3 separate regions of the Mus musculus genome follow, and all the other regions are linked to region 1. A link is a contact called in public HiChIP or PLAC-seq data. All regions are on one chromosome and are shown on one strand. The core of a region is the stretch at or near the end of the contact, and the rest is flanking DNA. Distances in the headings are between cores, read along the strand shown. Region 1 overlaps Twist2 (twist basic helix-loop-helix transcription factor 2). Region 2 has its middle 34 kb from the start of Gm28380. Region 3 has its middle 17 kb from the start of Gm28380.

The links. HiChIP or PLAC-seq counts read pairs in DNA pulled down with a chosen protein or histone mark.
Region 2: an HNF4G HiChIP or PLAC-seq map of pancreatic cancer cells shows a contact between it and region 1. The contact joins two enhancer-like sites. A contact is called at or near these places in 2 of 15 datasets of contacts at CTCF or cohesin (the NIH/3T3 cell line and stem cell-derived epiblast-like cells), 12 of 484 Hi-C or Micro-C datasets (the G1E-ER4 cell line, the HL-1 cell line, the N1E-115 cell line and 4 more), 2 of 115 datasets of contacts at active chromatin or transcription factors (embryonic stem cells and pancreatic cancer cells) and 1 of 9 other capture datasets (embryonic stem cells).
Region 3: a contact with region 1 is called in a FOXA1 HiChIP or PLAC-seq map of pancreatic cancer cells. The contact joins two enhancer-like sites. A contact is called at or near these places in 3 of 484 Hi-C or Micro-C datasets (embryonic stem cells, liver and nephron progenitors), 1 of 115 datasets of contacts at active chromatin or transcription factors (pancreatic cancer cells) and 1 of 9 other capture datasets (embryonic stem cells).

The regions. Positions count from the first base shown.
Region 1 is chr1:91,821,729-91,826,083 of GRCm38.p6, reverse strand. The region is part of intron 1 of Twist2 (twist basic helix-loop-helix transcription factor 2); the gene reads right to left. The region is part of intron 1 of Gm46117 (a long non-coding RNA gene); the gene reads left to right. Among named protein-coding and RNA genes, the nearest start is that of Gm46117, 7.4 kb to the left of the region's middle. Within about 2 kb of position 2,338, at least 72 of the 459 cell types and tissues checked have an H3K27ac peak or open chromatin away from gene starts, as enhancers often do. A contact at or near this core is called in the HL-1 cell line, the NIH/3T3 cell line and pancreatic cancer cells, where this site is marked.
Region 2 is chr1:91,575,462-91,579,816 of GRCm38.p6, reverse strand. No RefSeq gene overlaps it. Among named protein-coding and RNA genes, the nearest start is that of Gm28380, 34 kb to the left of the region's middle. Within about 2 kb of position 1,761, at least 25 of the 459 cell types and tissues checked have an H3K27ac peak or open chromatin away from gene starts, as enhancers often do. A contact at or near this core is called in the HL-1 cell line, the NIH/3T3 cell line and pancreatic cancer cells, where this site is marked.
Region 3 is chr1:91,626,403-91,630,757 of GRCm38.p6, reverse strand. No RefSeq gene overlaps it. Among named protein-coding and RNA genes, the nearest start is that of Gm28380, 17 kb to the right of the region's middle. Within about 2 kb of position 2,462, at least 4 of the 459 cell types and tissues checked have an H3K27ac peak or open chromatin away from gene starts, as enhancers often do. A contact at or near this core is called in pancreatic cancer cells, where this site is marked.

The sequences.
Region 1 (4,355 bases), core at 1,089-3,588:
TGGTGCCCACACCACCACCACCACCACCACCACCACCACCACCACCACCACCACCACCGTACTTGGTTTCTTTTATTTTAAAGTGAGTTTTGGGGGGTCTGAACTCAGGCTGCTCTTCTTGCAAGGCAAACACTATTTACTGGCTAAGCTATCCCCCTAGCTAGCCCTAGTCTTCATTTCTGTGGCTGGCATCTTTTTGGCTGACAATAGAGAGCACTTAGCTATTGCTGATGTGCATAAGAGAGTGTTGAACTCTGTCCTAGGTAAGAGCTGAGTTCCATCACAGCTTGCTCATGGGTCCTACGGATTCTGAATAACACTTGTGTTGGTGCTAGGGCGGGGAGCAGGGCTCCTGAAAGGCAACTGTATCATCTACAAATATTTATTTATCACCTACTGTTTGTCTTCAGGACTCCATCAGTTTTCAGTTTCCATGGAACTACTTTATCTCATTATTATTATTTTTAGATTAGCATGCAAGGTCTTAGAAACCACTGTGGCATTTTTGAATGAAGTGTGCTTTGTTGATTCACTTTCTCCCTTTCCATCCTCCCCCCCCCCCCCCCCCCCGTGGAATTACTTTAGAAGACAAAAACAATCTTGCCAGACACCCCTGCTGACTCAAACAGAGCTGCTTGCAGGGACAGGAAGAGGCTCCTGTTAGAAGGCTGAGGTTTCAAGTAGCAGAGCCTGCTGCAGAAGCAGAGTTGCCACACAGAGCTTCAGGACCCTGAGTCCACCACAGTTACTCCCTTTTCTCACTATGGAAGTGCTGATTGACATAAGTGATCAAAGAACACGAATTCATCGCACGCTCTTTAGCACATTTTGCCAAAGTGTGTTACAAACTTTGTAAATATATCAATGTTAAACTACCTTTTTGTCCCATACAGAAACCCTCTTATTTCCCCGACGATGATATATTCTTTAGAAAGATTAGTACATTTCTTTTTCTTGCAAATGACCTAGAATTTTAACTTCTGAAGAAGTTGATTTCTCTTGCTTCTGTCAGGTCCCTTGCTGGCCTCGGGAGAAGCCAAAGTGAAGGCTCTTGTGGGCCCACAGGCTTCTCTTTCTTCTGATGTAGCTTCTGCTATGTTGACACATCATAGGGAAGACTTTTGTCTCTGCAACTGCTGCTGAAACCCAGTTCTGTCTAATAGCGGTGTACATGGGATAGAGGAATCAGGACTCAGCTAGACACAGGCTCTCCCAGGTGGATGTCTCTACCATCCATGAAGCTCCTGCTTACCATCTGCTCAGGCTTCATGCATCTTATGCATGTATGTATGTATGTATGTATGTATGTATGTATGCATGCACGTAAATGTTTTCTTTTTTAATTATGTGTATGCCAGTGTGCATGTGGGTATAAGTGCCCATGGAGGCCAGAAGAGGTTGCCGGAGCCCCTGGAGCTTGTGTTTTTGATGGTTGTGAGCTGCCTGGCATGGGTGCTGAGAACAGAACTTCAATCGTCTGCAGGAACAACCAGTGCTCTTCACCGCTGCACTTACTTTTGAGATAAGGTCTCACTGTGTTTCTGAGGCTGGCCTGGTCCTTACTATGTAATTGAGGCTGGCCTTGGACTTTATTTACATATTTATTTGCTGGGGGTGTTTTTGGGTGCACATATGCATGCAGGTGTGTGTGCACATGTATGTAAGTAGGGCGGGTCAGAGTGCTCTTCTTCAGTTGCTCTCTGCCTTATCTTTTGAGGCAGATCCCTCCCCGGATCTCCCAGTTACTTTTGAGCCCTCGGGACCCTCCTGTCTCTGCCTCCACGGTGCTGGGATTGAAAACACTTTTACCACGTCACCCAACTTTTGCGTACAGGTTCAAGGGGTTGAACCTGGGTCCTCATGTTCCTGCAGCAAACACTGCCAGCCGAGCCAGCTCCCAGCCTCTTACGTTCACTTCCGTGTTCCTGCTGGGATTGCAAGTGAACACCAGCACACTTGGCTGTGTCTCCTAATAGTGAGCTTCTTGGCAGTAGTAGTAGACAGCAGTTAGCTTGTAAGGGGCACAGATGACCACTGGGTTTCTTTCTTTCTTTCTTTCTTTCTTTCTTTCTTTCTTTCTTTCTTTCTTTCTTTCTTTCTTTCTTTCTCTCTTTCCAGAGTTATGGAGCTGGAGACCTGAACTCTAACCTGAAGCCTGGGCCTTTCCTGCATCCATTTCCCTCCAAGCCCCGACAGTGCTAGAGCCCATGACCAGCCACCTCCTTTGTCTGTCTTTATTGCATCAGAATCTTCTAAAGTAAACTTTCACCCAGCCAGGGCTGTGCAGGGCCAGAGGGCTTTGCCAGGGATCTGTGAGGTAACTTTCCATCTGTTTATTTATGCTTTGCTACTTGGGGACAGGGGGAGAAAGGCACAGGGACCTAGGAGTCCCAGAAGCTAAGCAGAGTGGCTGACATCATGGGAATTTGTATGGCCTGACTCACGCTGTCCCCTGGTGAGGGAGTAGAAGTTCACAAAGTGCCTTTGGCTCCTGTGTCACCAGGAATTTGCAGTGTTGCAGCGGCTGGAAGCCCAGCCCTTACAGATGGTGTGAGATCCCACAGTTTCCAGCCACATGGAGCACACAGCCACAGGGACTCTCTAAGGAAATGTTGGTCAGCATCACAGAGTTTTCCAAATTTCCTCTTTCATCTCTTGGCCAAGTCTACCTTTATCCAGTGGTGGAATGGCTGGAACTCTTCTGTCCCAGTGGGCAGTACAGTCAGAGGGGTCCTGAGATGACCTTTTCTTCTGCTAAGTCCTGAAGGGGACATCCCCCCATCCTGTCCTCAAGGCTCCTTGAGAGACTTCTGACTGCCATGTTTCAACCCAGTGAAGAAAAATGGAACTGAGTCCTCTGTGGCCCAGGAGAGTGACAGATACCAGCTGCCCTGCCTCCCTCCCTGGTTTGCCCTGACAGATCAAACCATCTCAAAAGAGGCGATGCCAACAACTGTCTTTCATAGCTGGAGCCGTCTAGTGACAAGAACACTGTAAATCCACTCAGGCTGTGATAGGCTGTGGTTCTTTGTCCTAGAGCCGGTGCCTTCCCTGTGGATTTCATTTCTGCTTCTCTGGGACGTTATGAACAGAGTCTCCGTGAGGACAGCTGGTCACAGGGAGGGGACTGGTGTGATAAAGAGACCGTGAAACCCAGAACATAGATGTGAGGGTCCACCCACATCTGGAGGATAAGTCAGGGAATCCAGTGCTACGCGGACCCAGTTGATCACCGTGATAGAACAAGCTTTGTGGACATCAAAAAGCATGATAGAAGAGCATACTGTGCTTATAGCCACAGTATTCATGAAAGTCAAAAGTGGGAAGCTGTACAACATGAAATATCATTTAGCCTTAAAAAAATGAAATCTTGGCATAGCTGTAACCTGGGTGGACCATGAGGCATATGCTAACTGAAGTAAGCTAGTTACAGTGATAAATCCTGTGGAATTCCTGTCATAGGAGGTCCCCAGAGGCAGGAACTAGAATGGCACCAAGAGCCAGGGCAGGAGATGGGAGTTAGTGTTTAATGAGGGTGTAGAGGCGGGTGCTTCTGACGGTTGTTACAGTGTGTGATGAAATTACTCACCTAGCAAACAGTGCAAGCTTGATCAGTGCCACAGAACCACACACCTAAACACTGTAAGGATGGCAACCTTTACATTGTGTTTTATAATTACAAACACGGAGATATCTCTGCCATGGTAACTGGAAAGCAAAGGACCCATGGTCAGGGTCTCAGCAACAGGCCTTGACCATCTTCACGCCCTCTCTAACTTTTTGGCATCACGTCCTTAGAATAGTCTCCAGTCAGAGTTCCTGGATCAGTTGTAGGTGTTCCGGGTCAACTTTGTGTCCTCGAGTGCCAAGGTCAGCCCAAGGTAAAGCCATTTCTTTTACCATCTGAACTTTAGCCCAGGGAAATGGTGTTCTAGGTAAGACCTGGCTAGGCCATGGTCTGTACTGTAGGCCAGGGCTGGGGGGCCAAGGCAGTGTGGAGGTTTGGTGGGTCAGGAGAGTGACTGTATGGATGGCAGGTCTTCTAGCAATTTCTAACCTGAATCAGAGCTACTGATTTTCAAAAGAGAGGGCTGAGTCTGTACATCAACCAGAGGCTGTGTGTGCACTGAAATCTGGCATCTACCTACCTGTACATAAAGAGAAGGAGAGGCATACCCAGGGAGCAGACGTGGGGTGCCAGCACATGCCCACAAAACTTCTAATATTAGGACAGTTAGCTCGACAGGTGACCAATGCATCTACAGAAATCTTCATGGCATGGACTCATGGCCTGATACACACTGGGGACAGTTTAGAATGGCCAGTCTTACTGATGGAGTCAGGCTCTTGGTCCT
Region 2 (4,355 bases), core at 512-3,011, 250 kb after region 1:
TTCCCCACAGTTAGATTGTAAAGCCAGGAAAAGCTGAGCCCTCTTTGTGGGGAAGCATTTCCTCTGGCTTCTCCCTTTGTCACCTACAGAGTACTCAGTGCCACCCACCTCTTAGCCAATGATTGGTCTCACCCGATGGGCTGTAATCTCATTCTGTCCACTCTACAGATATAGACTGTCACTGCTCAGATCTTGGTCTGCAGGGGGCCCCATTAGCAGATAGGCCTGGAGGGAGCTATTTTTGTTTCTATCCTTGTGTTTAGCCTCTTGTAATTCCTTGAATTTGCTTTATTGTTGTTGTTGTTGTGGTGGTGGTGGTGGTTTTACTTACATAGAATGATACACAAAGACCAACTTCCAAGAGGTGTACATGATGCCTAGAATATATCCAAAGAGCTTCTCTTTTCCTGGGTGGACCTCAGTGGTAGGCCAGAGCCTGTGGTTCACCCAGCAAATAGGGTGGGCAGGCACAAAGGAGGGCTCTAGCTCCACTCAGAGGTCCGCAAGCCAGGCAAGCTCATCCCTGACACAGAATAAAGATCCATCCGGGATAGGCTTGGAGTGGCCCTCGGGGCAGCAGATCTGCCATGAAAAATGGCTCTACCCCACAGACCTCTGGTATGAAGTCCCCACAAAACCATGGGACTCCTTAGGGCCTCTAGTAAATGGCATACACAGACCCATCAGACCATTTATGTATGGTCAGGGTAGGTGACTGGAAACAGAAGATGAAGCAGAAGAGGGCTCAACATCCCTGAGATCAGACATGGCTTCAGAGCAGGAATGATCAGGGAGGGGCCCACAGCATCCAAGAAGCCTGGGTAGGAATGGTAGTAGGAGGGTCAAGCTATGGAGGCTAGGGTGCCAGGCAGGCAAGTGTCCTGAGGCTGGGCCTCCCCTCTTCAAGGTAGTAGAAGTATTCAAGGTACTAGCGAGCATCCATGTAGGAGCAGAACACAAGAGCTGGACCACTCTGAACCACTTCCTTTCTGTCCCAAAGTCTCCCCAAGTGTATGGGTTGAAGACATTTAGAGAATTCTACTCTCTCCCAACAGTATGAACCAGGATGTGAAGCGGGGGAAGGGCCTCCTTGCAACCAACAGTTGTCCTCAAAGCAGTTCTCATCTCTTCTGTCCTCTATCCACAGCCCCTGCTGGCCCCACAGCGACACTGGCTCTGTGGAATCAGAACAATCCAGGGCCCCAGCTTTTAGAATTCTCAGGGCTGGATCAGGCCTTGGCGGGGGGGATAAGGGGGAAATCAGCCCTGCAGTAGAAGGATTCCTTATGTCTAAGTCCTTGGTGAGTTTTTATTGAGAGGAGGCCCACAGACTCCCTCTGGGGAACAGGCCCTACAGGAAGGGAGGCCATGAAAATAGCTGCTGACTGCCATGGTGAGCCGACCTTGCAGGGTGCAGGAGGACCCACAGTCCAGGTCACTCCAGCCCAGCTCCGGGCCTTTCTGAGTGGGGCGGGGAGGGAGGCTTGGGAGGGGAGGAAGTTTGTCAGAATGATGATGGCCAGAGCGCAATATCCACTCAGACTGTGATCAAAGGGCGGCCTCTCCCACTTTTGAACAATTCTAAACACTTTGTAAGAATGTGAACCCCACCCCCAGCCTCAGCCATGTAGGCCAAAGGTGAGGCTAATGAGAGGCAACTTTTGGAAAGTCTTTTGTGGGATGTGGGGCATCATGGGAAGGAGGCCCTGGCCCACTGAGCAGTGTTTAGGAACCTGTGCCAGCTAAAAGCTGACTCAGACCTTATCCAGGATGATATCACTAAACGTGAGCCACAAACCACAGGCCTTTATACAGGCCACCATCTGTCCACCCTCCCTCAAGTCCAACTTTCTATGTTGTTCTGGAAAAATCCTAGTATCCAAAGGTCACCTCTATTATGAGGATTAGGCGTCCCTTGAGGTCCACAGGCCCCAGAACATTAGAATCCAAGAGAGTCAGAGTCCATCCGGTGTGTGACTGAGCATCCCTACTCTGCAGAGCAAACAACAAACCCCAGCAAGACACTTCCATTGTCTGTCCAGAAGGACAGGACACACTGCCTCCCCTACCAGCTCCAACAGCATCTGTACAATCAAACCAGCTTCATGCAGCTGCTACCCGACTCACTGGAGATACAAAAAAAAAAAAAAAAAAAGAAAAAAAATGTGTCTGTGTCTCAGCTCCAGACCAACCCCCACCATCTCCTTGCTCTCCTCAGGGCAGCAGGCTGATTTAAGTCCCACTCAGCCCTAAGATAGCATCATCTACCATGCTCATGGGTAACCCAGGTTAGCACCAGCACAGCCACTGGAAGACACTGTCAACACACCATAAGAACCTACCGAGTCCTTCAGCAATGGGCACTCCTGCATGGAAAGGGAGGTGTAGGAGACCAGGCTCCATCCCCAGTCCCCATACCCAAGATTCTAGCAATGAAAACAACGTTCGGGAATATACACATAGGTTTGGGTATGCTTGTGTAAGGAGTTGGACAAATGAGAGTGTGGTGTAGGGTGTGTGTATGTGGGTTATACAAGATGTGTGATATATGTAATGTGATATAGAATGAATGTGTGTGTCATATAGGGTATGTAGTACACATACAGTATGTGTGGAATGGTATGTGTGTGGTATATATGGCATGTGAAATTGGTGTGTGTGGTATGAGTAAGTCAGTATGTTATATGGTATATGTAATATGGGTGAATATATATGCTACATGATGTTTATATTCACTGGTGTGTGGTATATGATATATGTGATATATGGTATGAGAATATGGTAATTTCAGAAGCAAATGTGATATATGTTGGGGAATGGGGGTTGTGGGGTTGTTTATGCTATTTATGGTATATAAGTGAGGAGTGATCATTATATGTAGCTGTAGGATATTCAGAGCATATAGTATGTGGTGTGTGGGCTATGTTTTGTATTTAGTACATATGGTATATATTGTTATAGTAAATGTTATGTGTGATGTAGGAGTGAGTAACCTTGGTGGGTATAGTGTGGTATAGTAATTGTGATAAATCCCACATGTGTATGTACAGTGTGTGTGTGTGTATGTGTGTGTGTGTGAGAGAGAGAGAGAGAGAGAGAGAAAGAGAGAGAGAGATTGGTGTGGCTTATGGTGTGTATATACAGGGCATGCAAAGTGTATGTAAGGGAAACTGTCAAGAGTATGGAGAACATTGTGTATATGGCACATATGATATGGATTGGGGAGGATATGGGACTTGATGAATGTTTGTAGTGTGCATGATTGTGGGGGTAGAGTGTAGAGGGTATGGGGTATATGGATTAGAGGGCTATGATGTATACATGCTAAATATGAAATATAAATACATATATACATATACATATGTACATATGTGCATGTCTATGTAAATATACATATACATGCACATATGTACATATGTGTGTATGTATACACATAAATGTATGTATGCATGTGTATACACACACATACACTCCCTGGGGAGCAAAGGGTCCATTTGGCTTCCATGTCTGGATCACAGTCCTTCATTAGGGGAACCAAGACAGGAACTCAGGGCAGACACTGAAGCAGAAGCCATAGAGGAACACCCTTTACTGACCTGCCTTCTACAGCCTGCTCAGCTTGCTTTCTAATATAGCCCAAGGCTACACTGGGCTGAGCCAAGTGCTACCATGGATTTGCCTACAGCATGATAACTAAGTGAGACCCTGAGCCTAATAAAGAGGGTTGGTGGTGTAGCTTACTGGTAGAGAGCTGACCTGGCATACATGAACCAAAGCCATGTTCTTAATAAAAAAATAAACCGGGGAAGCATGTGTGGTCTCCCCAGTATAGGGTAAAGTGGGTAGCAGAAGGAACTCTCTCAGGGTGGGGTCAGTGCTCAGTGAGAGGTGGCAGTCCAGGCTTCCCTAACAACATACCCTCACACTCAGCAAATGGTGCAATGTGAATCTATTCTCTCACAGCTCTGGGGGCTGGAAGTGCAAGACCATCATGCCATGCGGCCAGCCACCTGTGAGAGCAATCATCTGGCTTCAGCGGTTGACTCCCATTCTGCCCTCACCCAGCTTCTCCGCTGGTGTCTCTTCCTTTTCTTACGTCACCAGCCCGGTGGATCAGGGTCCACCCTAATGATCTCACTTAGCTTCCTCAACTCCCTCGGGGCCCATCTCCAAATCCAGACACACTGACGGACAGCACTTCCAAGATTTCAACGAACAGGGTTCAGTCCACAGCAACAGGGAGTCTGAGGAGAGAGAGAGAGAGAGAGCCATGCCAACATTTCTATTTACAAGACAGAGACACAAAGCTCTGAGAAGCAAGGAAGCCCTGGGCTGTTGGAAACAGGAAGGGGGGA
Region 3 (4,355 bases), core at 1,213-3,712, 200 kb after region 1:
GACACTTGCGGGGAACATCCGCTGACATTTTGAAGAATTTTGGAGGAAAAATGAAGAAGGAAACCTTAACACTCCCAATAAATGATTTTCTCTATTAAAAAAAAGTTTTAAAGGGGGGAAACTTTATGAATGGAAAAAGTAATGTTCAACCTCTGGACAAATTTGCAGGAAAAAGAAGAGGGTTGGGGGGTGCAATTTATGGTCCCCAGTGCACGCCAGCTCAAGAAGGTGCAGAAGCTACTTGGCGCAGGGCCCACCTGCCGCCTGCAGCTTTGAAAAACAACTTCCTGTCAATAAATGTGAATAAACGTTTGGACTCATCTTCAAAGTGATGAGCTTTGCTGCAAATGCATTCCTGCACACGGAGGGAACGGGCCGTTCGCGGGCTCTGGCACCGGGGAGGGTTTATAACAACCTCCCAGGACCGCCTGGGAAAAGGCACCACGGGGTGCACAGTCTGAGATGCCAGGCCAGGAGGGAACATGAATGTCTCTCCACTGGGCTCACTCTGCCCAGCCAGCAGAGGTCCTGGAGACAGCCATCTGCTTCAAGAGTGGTACTGCCTCCCTGGCCTGGATCGGGAGGCTATGCCTCCTCCAGCCCCATCTGCATTTTGGAGGGAAAAGAAAGATATGGTTTCCATGAAGGGCAAAGGCACGTGCTGTGTTTCTGGCCTTGTTATTTTAATGAAGAAGGCAATCAGGAGTCTGAGAGTGGGGACAAGAACGAGTGATGTTTGCCCAGGTACCCGCACTTTACCCCAGGTGAACCCAGCACCTTTTCCACCCCCTACTCAACCTCTAGCTCACATTTGTGAGGAGAGGGTCCTGTAGGGGACGCTGCAGCTCTCCTAGGCCAACGGTGCCTTTCTAGGTATGAACGAAGCCAAGTGGTCCCTTTGGAGAAGGGGTTGCTCTCATTCCAACAGGAAATCTCTGGTCTTAGTAGGAGTCAAGTCATCACCAGTGCCAGCCAAGAGTGGAACTCCCCGACCTTTTATAACTTTCTGAATTCTTCTAACTGTAGTAAAATAGTTATTTGTATGCTGTATAATATATGCAACATTTCATTGAAGTGTCGTGAGTCTTTAAAATAGGATCCAATGCTTTCTGGAAGCAAGGACGGTGAGCAAGACCAAACAGGAGTCCCCTGCAAGAGCCCAACTGATGTCATCTGGGGCTGCAGCACATACCACGGCCATCTAGAGCAGCATTTTCAGCCTTCCTTTATTACAGTTCCTCATGTTGTGGTGACCCCCCATCCATAAAATTATTTTCGTTGCCACTTCATAACTGTAATTCTGCTACTGCTATGAATCACAATGTAAATATCTGATATTTCCAATGGTCTTAGGCGGCCCTGTGAAAGGGTGGTTCAATCCCCCCCCCCCGGGGGGGGGGTCTTGACCCTTTGCCTTAAGGCAATCAAGACAGTCACACATACACACACACACACACACACACACACACACACACACACACAGAGAGAGATGCCTGCAGGCTCATCTGATCTACAGGATCCCTCACTGAGACTCTCATTCCCGATGATTCTAGCTTGTGTCAATCTGACAACCACCATCAACCATCACACCACCCAACCGTGAAACACTTCCTCCACACTCTTCGACCGCACAAGCATCGGTCCCAACAAAGCAACGCCTGGTTCTGGAGTCAACGGTTCATAAAGTCACTGGGTGCTGACCTGGGGAAGACAGAGCCCACAGTAGACTGACAGACAATTTGATGTCCCTACAAGCCTCTGGTCATAAAGCAAGATGGAAAAGGTGGTGAGGGAGGGGGTGTGGGTGAAAAATCAAGGTATTAAGATAAGATGCGATTATATTAGACTCTCAGTAACTTAAACAATTGCTGTTCTTCGTGCGTGATGAGAAAATGGTCAGGGAAGAGAGCTGGGGAAGAGACTACAGGCAGAGAGGGAGCCCTGAGGACCAGGCAGAGGAAACCCTAGCATACATGTGAAAATGCTGTGAGTGAGCCTGTCACTTTGTATGCTAATTAAAAATAAAATATGTAAAAAAAAAAAAAAAAGACTGTTCTTGGGGGGGGGGGGGGCACATCACAGGGAAGTACTGTGAGTCACAGTCACAGTGCAGAGAGGCCTTGTCTCGCCAGGGTCTTTTCGCATGTCAGCATGGGTATTAAAAACAAGCTGTGCTGCCTGAGGACCAGAGTGGCTGGAGCCTTGAACTTGGCCATGTTAGCGCTCCTCCCACCCCTACATTAGAGAGCGCACCTCGTAAAACCACCTGACAACGTCATTTGCAAAAGGAAATTCTTTAAGATAAGAAAACCAAATAAATCGGCTCATACATTTTTATTTAATTTCCGAACTTTGTTTAATCTTTAACCCTCGTAAATTAAGTCCTTTGAGTAATATAACTCAGGCTCAAAATCAAAACACAGTTATTGTCTACTTGCCTTGAGAAGGTGCCATCTCCCCCTTCTCTCTGCCTGCCTGCCTGCACTTCAAGCTCATGCCTGTGGTATGAAACACATGGACTCAGCAGTTAAGAGCACTGGCTGGTCTTCCAGAAGACCTGAATTCGGTTCCCCGCACCCTCGTGGCAGCTCAAAACTATCTGAAACTGCAGGAAACTGGGGATCCCCCAGGCACAGGGTACACACATGGTACACAGAGATATAGGGAAAATTCTCACATGCACATAATAATAATAATAAATTCTGACACTTGCTAGTAACAGTGCACAGTATGACATTTCTTTTTTTAAATTATTTTCTTTATTTGCATTTCAAATGTTATCCTCTTTCCTGGTTTCACCTCTGAAAACCCCCTATCTCCTCCCCTCTTCCCCTACTTCTATGAGGATGATCCCCACCCATCCACCCACTCCTGCTTCCCCATCCTGGCATTCCCCTACACTGGGTCATCGAGCCTTCACAAGACCAAGGGCCTTGATGCCCAACAATGCCATCCTCTGCTACATATGCAGCTGGAGCCATGGGTTAATAAATGTGTACTCTCTGATTGGTGGTTTAGTCCCTGGGAGCTCTGGGGGGTGGGGGTCTGATGTATTGCTTGATGGTTTATTTTTATTTTAAAAAAATGCCACTGTGCACACTAGGGGGCTACTTATCCAAACACAGAAAACATCCAGTGTTGACCAGGATGGGGAGATAACAAAGGCGTGTGCGCTACTCCAGGAATGAACATCAGAGTAGCTACTGAGAACAGCAGGTCAGTCCCCAGAGTTAAATATAGTGAGTGTCACTGTGTTCCAGCAACCCTGCATCTGGACATTCACCCAAAGAACAGAACAGGGCTTTGAGCCCGGCACACCCAGCTCAACAGCGTTATCACCAACAGCAGAATGAGGGATAAGCTACCTGTCCAGTGAATGGATACACTGTGTAGTAGGCATGCATTGTGGACAGTCACTCAACCTTGAAAAGGAGGACATGGTGACAACCTCTAACAGGATCTAGAGGGCGTTGTGCTCAATGAAGCCATCCACACAGGCGATCGCTGCAAGATGCCCCTCAAGCTGGGTCTGCAGTGCAAGTCAATCCACAAAGATCGCCAAAGGGTAGCTGGGGAGGGTAAGGCAGGAAGGGGGCATTGCCCAACAAGTTCAAAGCCTCCAAATGTTGGGACAAAGAACTCTGTCGATGGAGGGTTAGGGGAGGTGGATGCTCCTTGGGGGATGGAAACCTAACATCTCTGGGCCATGTACTTAAAAATAGGCATGGGGTAGATTTGATGTCTTGGGGTTTTGCAACATATAAAAGAAACACTTGGTATAACACATCCTCTCTGCCTCCTGCTGGTTGTTTCACCTGATTAAACTATAGGGACTTGGCTGCACCTGTACCTATCAGAATTAAAGCTGAAACAAAAGACTTGTTATCCTTTGTTTATTTTTGAGAAGTGTTTTTGTTGTTCAGACTTGGTTTTGTAGCTCAGACTGCCCTGGAACTCTTGCTACTCCTGGCTTAGAGTGTATGCTAAGAATATAGGGTGTGTCCCCACACCAGGCCAGAAAAGAACTTTAAAAAAATTAAGTATTTAATAATAAAGAGTTAGATTCTAAGGCTGGAGAGATGGCTCAGCTACTAAAGGCTAGGCTCACAACCAAAAGTATAAGAGTTAAATTCTGGGCATTTGCTAAAAATAATGGTGCAAAATATGTGTTGATCTGATTTTCGTACAAATAAGTATGTGATATTTTATAAATAATCTCTAAAATGAGCTAAGACAAGATGTCAAGGATAGATTATCTCGTGTTTAACATAGTTTTAAATTTTTTTTGCTTAAGTGTGTGTTTTATACTTTTTCTTCCTATGTGTATATGAGAAAGTTTTACACACCAAACGCTG